Linked DNA regions of Rattus norvegicus: region 1 is linked to region 2. A link is a contact called in public Hi-C data. All regions are on one chromosome and are shown on one strand. The core of a region is the stretch at or near the end of the contact, and the rest is flanking DNA. Distances in the headings are between cores, read along the strand shown.

Region 1 (4,609 bases), core at 807-3,306, 320 kb before region 2:
TCTTCCTGCTGCAGCTTCTTCCCAAGCCTTAAAGATGCAGGGGGGAGGACGTAACTCCAAATCACCTTTGATGTGAGAAAGAGGATGGAGCCCATGCAGACAGAAAGCCCAACCTCGTTTTGGAGAGGTCCTCCTAAGCTCACTGCAGCCCCCTTTGACTGCCCTTGACAGCCTCTTCCCATCTCAGGAAGGTTCAGTTGTCTGCTGCGCCTTCTCATGGATTGGCCGGGGTGCTGTGGCTCTCCTGTCTGTGCAGTCTGGTGTCGGGTCCTGTAGTATATACACATGCCACATCGCTTCTTGTAAAAGCTCTTACTAATGCATGTCGCTTCCTGCTGGAGTTACGAATGGGAGTGGACCAAGCACCCTTACCCTGCCTGCATAGTGCATCCCACAGGCAGCACCCTGTGGGCCTTGATCCAACCTTCCCCTTCCCGTGTGTGCACATGCAATGACTGAGCTGCCAAACCATCACTGTGCACTGCCACTACTGCCCCTGCCTCTGCATGTTAGAGGGCATTCCGGTAAAAATCAGTCACTTCCCACAGGTAAGTGTGAGGCCAAGCCAGAGAGACAAGGCATCACAAGAAGCAACACTCGGAATGAAGTCGGAGTGTTTGGGGTCTGGTCTCTGGTTCTGTTTAACTTGTGTGGCTTTGGAACCTCCCCATCCCATCCCCAAGTCTCTTCTCTTGCCTTATAAAGGTCTTTCCGTAGGGTTACAGAAAGTCCACATTCCCATGTGTCAGTGATGCAGCCTTTCAAGGGAAAAGCTGGGGGAAATGACTTTCCTGTTTTCCTCCCATCTGCTCCTAACTCTGAGACCCCCAGCAAATACTGTGAAGCAGGATGGGGAAGGAGAGGTGACAGCCTAGGGCATTTGGCCATGTCCCTGTTTGAGGGAAGAGCTGAGGTTCAAACCTGCATAGTGCCAGCAGTGGAGCCCTGAGGGGTCCTGATTGTTTCTTTGTGCCTTCAGCCAGAGTGTAACTCAAGAGGACGTTCTGACAAGGGGCCGGCACCCTCTCTGCCGTATGTGCCTTCCCTTCCCCTGGGAAAGGGTCTCTGGGCTCCCCTAAGTGTTCTTCATCGCCCAGGCCTTGCTGACTCAGACTCTCCAGTGTCTTATTTGAGGGAAGGTGTTTTCTCCTAGGAGGGAGGAGCGTGAGCTCTCATGGTGTTAAAGAGTGCGAGTTCCCTCCAAGCTCAAGACCTCTTCCTACACACCGCTGTTTCAGGGTCCCTGCAGGGGTGCTGGGATTACAGGAGTGACACCCCTTTATGACATGGATGCTGGCTGGGGGTTGGAGGGCACTGTAACAAGAAACAATCTCAGTTTGGAACCAACATACCCTTCCTGACTCCAGGTCCCCAGGCTAGACCTGGTGTGCAGTGTAGGGGGACCCTGGGAACAAGGCCACTCCAAACAGTATCCAAGTGGGTGTTCTTCATGGTCAACCTTGAGCAGGAACAGTCTTACTCAGGATGGTTCACAGACACTGCATTTTAAGTGTGACCTTCCATGAATGGCCACACAGCCGACTTCCCTTGAGACAGGCTGAGCGTCAGAGTAGGGCTGTGGGGTGATCTGAATCTTGCTGGTCTTCCTTCCTGTCTCAGAGGCTTTGGGAGAACAGCCAGCACTTGTGAGTGAGGGGCAATACCCCAGGGACTGTGCAGGCACTGGGATCGGGGTCTATGGCCACCTTTGTGGCAAGGCCTTGCTAGCTCCAGCCAGTTGCCCCCAGCAGCCCAGAGCTTTACTCAGCAGCCAGCAGCTGGCAGTAGGGCTCTGACGTTGGCGGATGCTGTGGGTGGGGGGCAGCAGCTGTGTTTCTTCTTGCCTGAAGAGCCTTCCCAGTCCTTGCCCCTCCCCACCCATGAAGAGCAGCTTTTTCAGACATTTTGCCTCAAATGCAAATCCTTTGTTCCAAATGGGCAGTCTCAGCCCAGAACAGACGTCAGCTTTGCCCCAAACTTGGGCGTGTTTCTGTCTCCCCAGGATGCCTGAGTCAGCGTGGCAAGGGTGTGTCCGCCTGCAGTCTGGCACTGCGCCCTGGCTCCCTGGAGAAACCTGCTCTCTTTCTGGACATTACCCACAGCAGGGTGTGCCCAGCTCTCTCTTCCCTATGCCAGATGCTAATGTCTGGTCCTTCTGCTGTAAAATCTCCCCCAAGTTCCTTGTTTCAAGCTGTATGTCCTCCTGTTCCCCGATACTGATGGACTCAGCATGAGACTCAGCTCGCTAACATTTGGAAGGACCTCAGAAGTGGATGGGGAACCGGTGGCCAAGATCCAGGTCACCAAGAAACCCAGCCGCCACCAGCTCCTCTAAAGTCAGCACACAGGTCATGCACATTGAAAACCACTCTGAAGACACCTCCCTCGCTCTCCTCTGGGGACAGTGGACCAGATCTCCCGTGTCCAAGAGAAACCTACAAACTGATTCCCCACTTCCTTTTGCTTTGTTCTGGGGCCTGTACCATCCTCCCTCCATCTCACCCAAGTGCCCCAGTAGACATATCAGATGACAGCTGGCCATTGGGGTGTAGAATTGAGCCTCTTTACTTCCAAACCCCACTTCTGGGAGCCCCTCACCATCTCTTGGCCTGCCATCTGCAGGGCTGCTTGCCATCTGCCACAGTTTGCCTTTCCTTCCCCACCCCCACACTTCTGGTTCAGCACAGCCTCTCCTTTCTCCTTTGGGGTCTCTGTCTACCCCAAGTCTTCATGTGTCCCTATCTTTGGCTGCTTTTCAACTCGGCAAACCGAGTCTTTTTCTTCTCTTGAGAACAGCTGTCTTCAAGCAGCCTTTACAAACTGTCTAGACATCCCTTCTTTCTCAGAGCCCAGGAGCCAAGACATCAGACACTGGGGAGAATAAACATCCTGAACTGGCTCTGCTCACCCGGCTCTCACCTGGTACTGTTCGGTTGCCTAAGGCATCTAGCACTGTGTCTTTTGTGGTGCAAACCCCATTTCCAGCTCCTTCCAGTGTAGCTTGGATGTGATTGCACCACCTTAACGAGTTGGCCACATGCCTTATGTAAGCTGGCACATCTTTAGACTGAGAACCTCATCGGGTGATATTTTCTTCAGGAGCCATGGTACTTCTATACACACACAAACACACCTAGACTGAATAGAAAGAGCATTGTGTTTGGAGCTAGGCAGACCTATTTCCCACCTTTGTTAGATATGTGACTGTGGGCAGGTTTCTTGTTCCCCCTAGTCTGTACAACAGGCTGAAAGGCTTGCAAGACAGAATGTGTGTAGAGAACTTGGCACTTAGCACATGGTCATTTAGATACCGTCATCCTCACCCGGACCCTTCATCTTTTAGAAGAACCTTCCCCCATGTAGACCCTAACATTACCAAGGTTGTAGACACTGACCAGCCTGGAGACCTCCATCCTTGACACTCCCTCTATGTCTGTTCTAGGCTAGTGTTCCAGAACTTATGTCACTGCTAATGTGGAGCAGTCTATTCTGAGGTCCACCCATGCCCCCTGGCTCTCACCAACATTAACAGTAGAGAAAACTCTGTCAGCAGGGTCCTTTTGCTTACGGGTACATCTTAATTCACTGAGCATCACTGTGGTCCTGAGTCAGGATATTTTGGCCTGTGGAATTAATGGTCTGTCTGCAGTCCCCCACACCACCTGCTGGCGGATCCTGGAAATGCATTTTTTCTTTTTCTTTTTCTTTTCTTTTTTTTTTTTTATAAATTTATTTTTTAAGATTTTATTTTATTGTATGAGTACACTGTAGCTGCCTTCAGACACACCAGAAGAGGGCATCAGATCTCATTACAGATGGTTGTGAGCCACCATGTGGTTGCTGGGATTTGAACTCAGGACCTCAGAAAGAGCAGTCAATGCTCTTAACCACTGAGCCACCTCTCCAGCCCCCCCCCCTTTTTTATATTTTTTATTTGCATTTCAAATGTCATCCCCTTTCCTGGTTTTCCATCAATAAACCCCCTATCCCATCTCCCCTCCCTCTTCTTCTATGAGGGTGTTCACCCACCCCTTCCCGCCTCCCTACCCTGACATTTCCCTACACGGGGTGGGGGTGGGGTGTCCAACCTTGGCAGGACCAAGGGCTTCTCCTCCCATTGGTGCCCAACAAGGCCATCCTCTGCTACATATGCAGCTGGAGGCCTGGGTCAGTCCATGTGTACTCTTTGGTAGTTTAGTCCCTGGGAGCTCTGGTTGGTGGCTATTGTTCTTATGGGGTTGCAAACCCCTTCAGCTCCTACAATCCTTTCTCTAACTCCTCCAATGGGGACCCCGTTCTCAGTTCAATGGTTGGCTATGAGCATTTGCCTCTGTGTTTGTCATGCTCTGGCAGAGCTTCTCAGGAGACAGCTATATCAGGCTCCTGTCGGCTTGCACTTCTTGGCATCAGCGATATTGTCTGGGTTTGGTGACTATATGTATATGGGCTGGATCCCCAGGTGGGGTAAGCTGGAAATGCATCTTTAAGTTGGTCCCCAGAAGAAACATAACCTGTTCTGTCCACTTTCCCACCTCTCAGTATCTGTGAGGAAGGTTCCCACTTTCTTGTTCACTTCCCCCACAAACCCAGTTTCCTGGCCCCAGTGCTT
Region 2 (4,025 bases), core at 1,383-3,882:
ATATAAGTATGTATTATATATAGCTATATATGGCTATATATACTTACTATATATTTATACATATATATACATACACACACATATATGGTTGTTTCTACATTTATTTATTTTTTTTTTTTTTTGGTTCTTTTTTTTCGGAGCTGGGGACCGAACCCAGGGCCTTGCGCTTCCTAGGTAAGCGCTCTACCACTGAGCTAAATCCCCAGCCCCCTGTTTCTACATTTATATACATGTGTGTATGTGTGTGTGTGTGTGTGTGTGTGTGTGTGTATGTATGTATATATGTAGATATTCCTGAACTGTTCTTAGCCATTTTTTTTGAGAGAACAGCCTGCCACATAGAAGATGCATAGGAGATGGTTCAGTGGATAAAACACTTGTCATCAAATTTAATGGCATAAGTTCAAATCTTATAAGCGAAGGTTACCAGGCAACTAACAGGCAACGTAGTATAGTTAACATGGATACTGGGGACAAAAGGGTGGCTCCTGTCTCAAGTGGGAAGAAGTGGGACAGAGAAGGACAGCACAAGACTTCTCAAGCCAATCTGGGTGGCAAACAATTTAAAATTCATTGGCTGTCCGGGTGTGTTGGCGCACACCTTTACTCTTAGCGTCATAGAGGGAGAGGCAGGCAGATCTCTGGGAGGTCAGGTCTAGCCTGGTCTATATATATATAATGAGTTCCAAGCCAGCCAGGACTACAGAGCGAGACCCTGACTCAAAATTAAAGAAACAACTTCACTGACAATTTAGGAGCTCTCCATTTAATATTTAATATTAGCTGACCTTGAGTAACTTAAACCAGAGAAAGCAAGATCACAGGCAAGGAAAACCTGTCACTAAGTCTGTCTAGTTAGAATACAGGGTGACAGGCACATGAAGGCAGGACAGAAGCCAGGTGAGGTCTTACACACCTGTAACCTTGCACTCAGGAGGCTGGCACAGGACAGTCATGAATTCAAGGTCAGGCTTGGCTACCCGAAGAGATCTTGTCCCAAACAAACAAGCAAGCAATAGACATCTGTCCCCTCGTCCACTCTCTCTGGACTAAGCCAACTGAGGATTAGCACAGAGCAGTGGGGAGCCCGCAGAAGACAGCTACCTCTCACCTACTCACAGCCAGGCTCACTAAGCCTTGCGACTTGATATAAAATGAGGGTTGCGGTTCTCTGCCCAGCACCACTCACCTGGAACATAATTGATCCCACAGTCTATGACCACAGCTCCAGGCTTGATCCACTCCCCTTTCACCATCTCAGGCTGTCCTGTTGCAACCACCAGAATGTCTCCTTTATTTACCTAGGGAGAGGGAGGGATCCAGAATTAAATTAATAATCAAAACACACACACACACACACACACACACACACACACAGAGAGAGAGAGAGAGAGAGAGAGAGAGAGAGAGAGAGAGAGAGAGAGAGAGAGAAAGGAAAATCATGAGTCGTGGTATTACCTTTTTAGTTATCAACACTTTCAGGGACACTGGGTAAGGTTTCAAATGCAAACCACAGAGTTCCTGCTGGCCCAATCTCACACTGTGCTCAATCCTATACAAGCCAGAAGCCCCCTTTCCCTAGGTGTTTTTCCTAACAGGAAAGACAATGAGAGCCAGTGAGGGCTGGAGGGAGCAGAGGTTTGGAGCCTCAGACTCAGGACAACACTCATGGTGATGTAACCCTCCTTTAAGGAATGCAATTGCTACCACCGTAATCACGGGACAATTTGAGTATATTAAAAAGGGGGTGCCAGGCTTCCATTTTGTTCTCTAATCACACATAAAACTACACTGCCCACGGGGACACAGCCATATGAACATTTTTGGACTCAGAAACCCAACATAAGGATCTGGAGCTTACTGCTGCTGGAGCCAAGAATGTAACTCAGTGGTAAAATACTGCCTACTCTCAGGGGTTCAACCCCAACCTAACAATAATAAAATAACTGAGAACAGCTAAAGATGCCCACGGTTCAGCCTCTTCTGGAGTACCTCCATCCCCAAGGCCAGCAACATGCCCAGGAGATCTGAGCATGGCACCAGTACACTGACGGCACTGCTAAACCCTGCCTGTCACCGGGCACGCTGGTGTAGAAGTCAGAAACATCTGGATAAATGGCGACATGCTTGTGATTTGAATTTGTTCCTTCCTCTTGGAAAATGAGACATGAAGTGCAGCATAGTTACTGGGGTGAAGAGAGACAATGTACGCACACGTGCACGCAGGCTGGATGTCCACACTACTCTGCACCTCCTACCTCCTTGTCCAGATCGGCAGTCTTGGAGTGGCAGGTGGTCACCGTGGCATTGTTCCACAGAAGCAGGTCGTGCATGGGTGCACCAACTATTTTACTTCGCCCGACCACCACGGCGTGCCTTCCTGCAATCTGCACTCCTGGAAGAGAAGCCAGCACACATTCGAGAGGGAGAAGCAGCGGCCCTCCTCCACACGCCCCCCGGATAGAACACAGAACAAAGTGCATAGAAGCAGGTTCTGGGTGCCAAACTGAAACCTTCCTAAGAAGGCTCCTTCGACAACCACAGTATCAGCACCAGCTTCAGACTGGGACTTGGGCGCCATCCTTCCTGCAGTAGGGTTTGGAGATCTGCTTAGGCCAAGATCTGTTCATTGAGTCATAAGAGAGTGGGAAGAAATCCTACACTCAAAAAAGAAACCTCAACACACAGCTAACAGCCATATGGAAGTAGCTATCAGATTAAACCACACGGGCAAAACAGTCGTGAAAACTACAGCGTGCAGAACAGGGTCAGAGCAAAGGAGGAAATTAGATTAGTATCAGTAAGACTTTCCAAATTCAGTGAATTTATTCATACAGTTTCTTATCCAAAGTTCTGTCTGGCTTAGGGCCTGAACCACAGGTTATATCTGTGGGGGAGTGAGAGCAGACGGCAAGAGGCCGGAGAACTTTTCGCTGACTCAGCAGCTGTACTCCTGGCACTGTGACAACATCCCCCACCTCACCCCAGTGCTGAGTGCAGGAGACCAAACTCAAGGCCTCACACAGGACAGGCCAGGGCTCTTCCACTGAACTACCCCAAGGCTTGTGCTTCTTTGAGACACTAGGTTGCCTGGATTGGCCCTGAGTATTCTCTCTAGAGCATAGGCAGGCCTTGATGTGCTTTTTAGAACTGAAACCTGCATCCCACAGAGGTGACCCGAGCTCTCCCTCATCCCCTGGCCTGTGAGATGCAGTCTGTGACTGTCTAGCATGAGACGAGAGCAGGGAGGGAGCGGCATGGGGTTATCGTGAGGGAGGGGCCTGAAGTGCGCTTCCCACATAGAAGGAAGCAGAGTGCTCTGAAATACTCTGCCTGGCCACTCTACCCCCCACCCCCGGCAAGGCTGAAAAATTAGAAACCCTCGCTCGATATTTAAACCATACTTCTTGAAACTTCATCAGACCAGCACTTAGAGAATGCTAACATCATGACTATACAAGAATTGAAGTCCTCGTAGTTGGAACCAATTAACAAGTATGATGCTGGGTTGAATGAATGGGTCAACTATTGAACTACTGTCTAACATGCTGGAGCCCCTGGCTTTCACTCTCTGCACTGCAAATCAAGCAATCAATCAATGACACTACTATACAAATTAGGACTCAGCAAAGATTTGAGCTACCTTAGGGCAACATTGGTTTGTGAGACATCAGGAAGCCACAGGTGTTAGTAGCTCAGGGGATTCTTTTCTATAAAGCTGTAATTAACATTGGCTAAACATACTGAAGAATATAAATTGTAGCTCTGAGCTTTCACAGCCGGACCAAGGCTTCCGGCTTGACCCTTTGCTGGCCAACCACAGACAACTTTCGTTACTAATGCTGGCCAAATGCCTCACTTGAAACTTCTGACCTACTTCTTTCTAACAGGATTCATTTCTTTGGAAAAAATAAACTCTGCTAAAAGCATGCATAAGGAAACTAAAATATGAAGGTACTAGCTAGGCAATGAAGTAACGTGGGGTGAATGTTCAGGAGATCCATTCCAGCCATCTGTCTAGTGTT

Evidence for each region. A called contact is a pair of places that touch in the nucleus more often than the background predicts.
Region 1: a contact with region 2 is called in a Hi-C map of frontal cortex, with 2.3 times the contacts expected there. The contact joins two enhancer-like sites.

The regions. Positions count from the first base shown.
Region 1 is chr6:101,055,433-101,060,041 of GRCr8, reverse strand. It overlaps a transcript of Sptb not described here. Among named protein-coding and RNA genes, the nearest start is that of Plekhg3, 59 kb to the right of the region's middle. Within about 2 kb of position 2,056, at least 31 of the 93 cell types and tissues checked have an H3K27ac peak or open chromatin away from gene starts, as enhancers often do.
Region 2 is chr6:100,739,703-100,743,727 of GRCr8, reverse strand. It overlaps Mthfd1 (methylenetetrahydrofolate dehydrogenase, cyclohydrolase and formyltetrahydrofolate synthetase 1), which reads right to left. Exons shown (of 28, transcript NM_022508.2): 7 at 2,259-2,395; 8 at 1,190-1,301. Among named protein-coding and RNA genes, the nearest start is that of Mthfd1, 28 kb to the right of the region's middle. Within about 2 kb of position 2,632, at least 12 of the 93 cell types and tissues checked have an H3K27ac peak or open chromatin away from gene starts, as enhancers often do.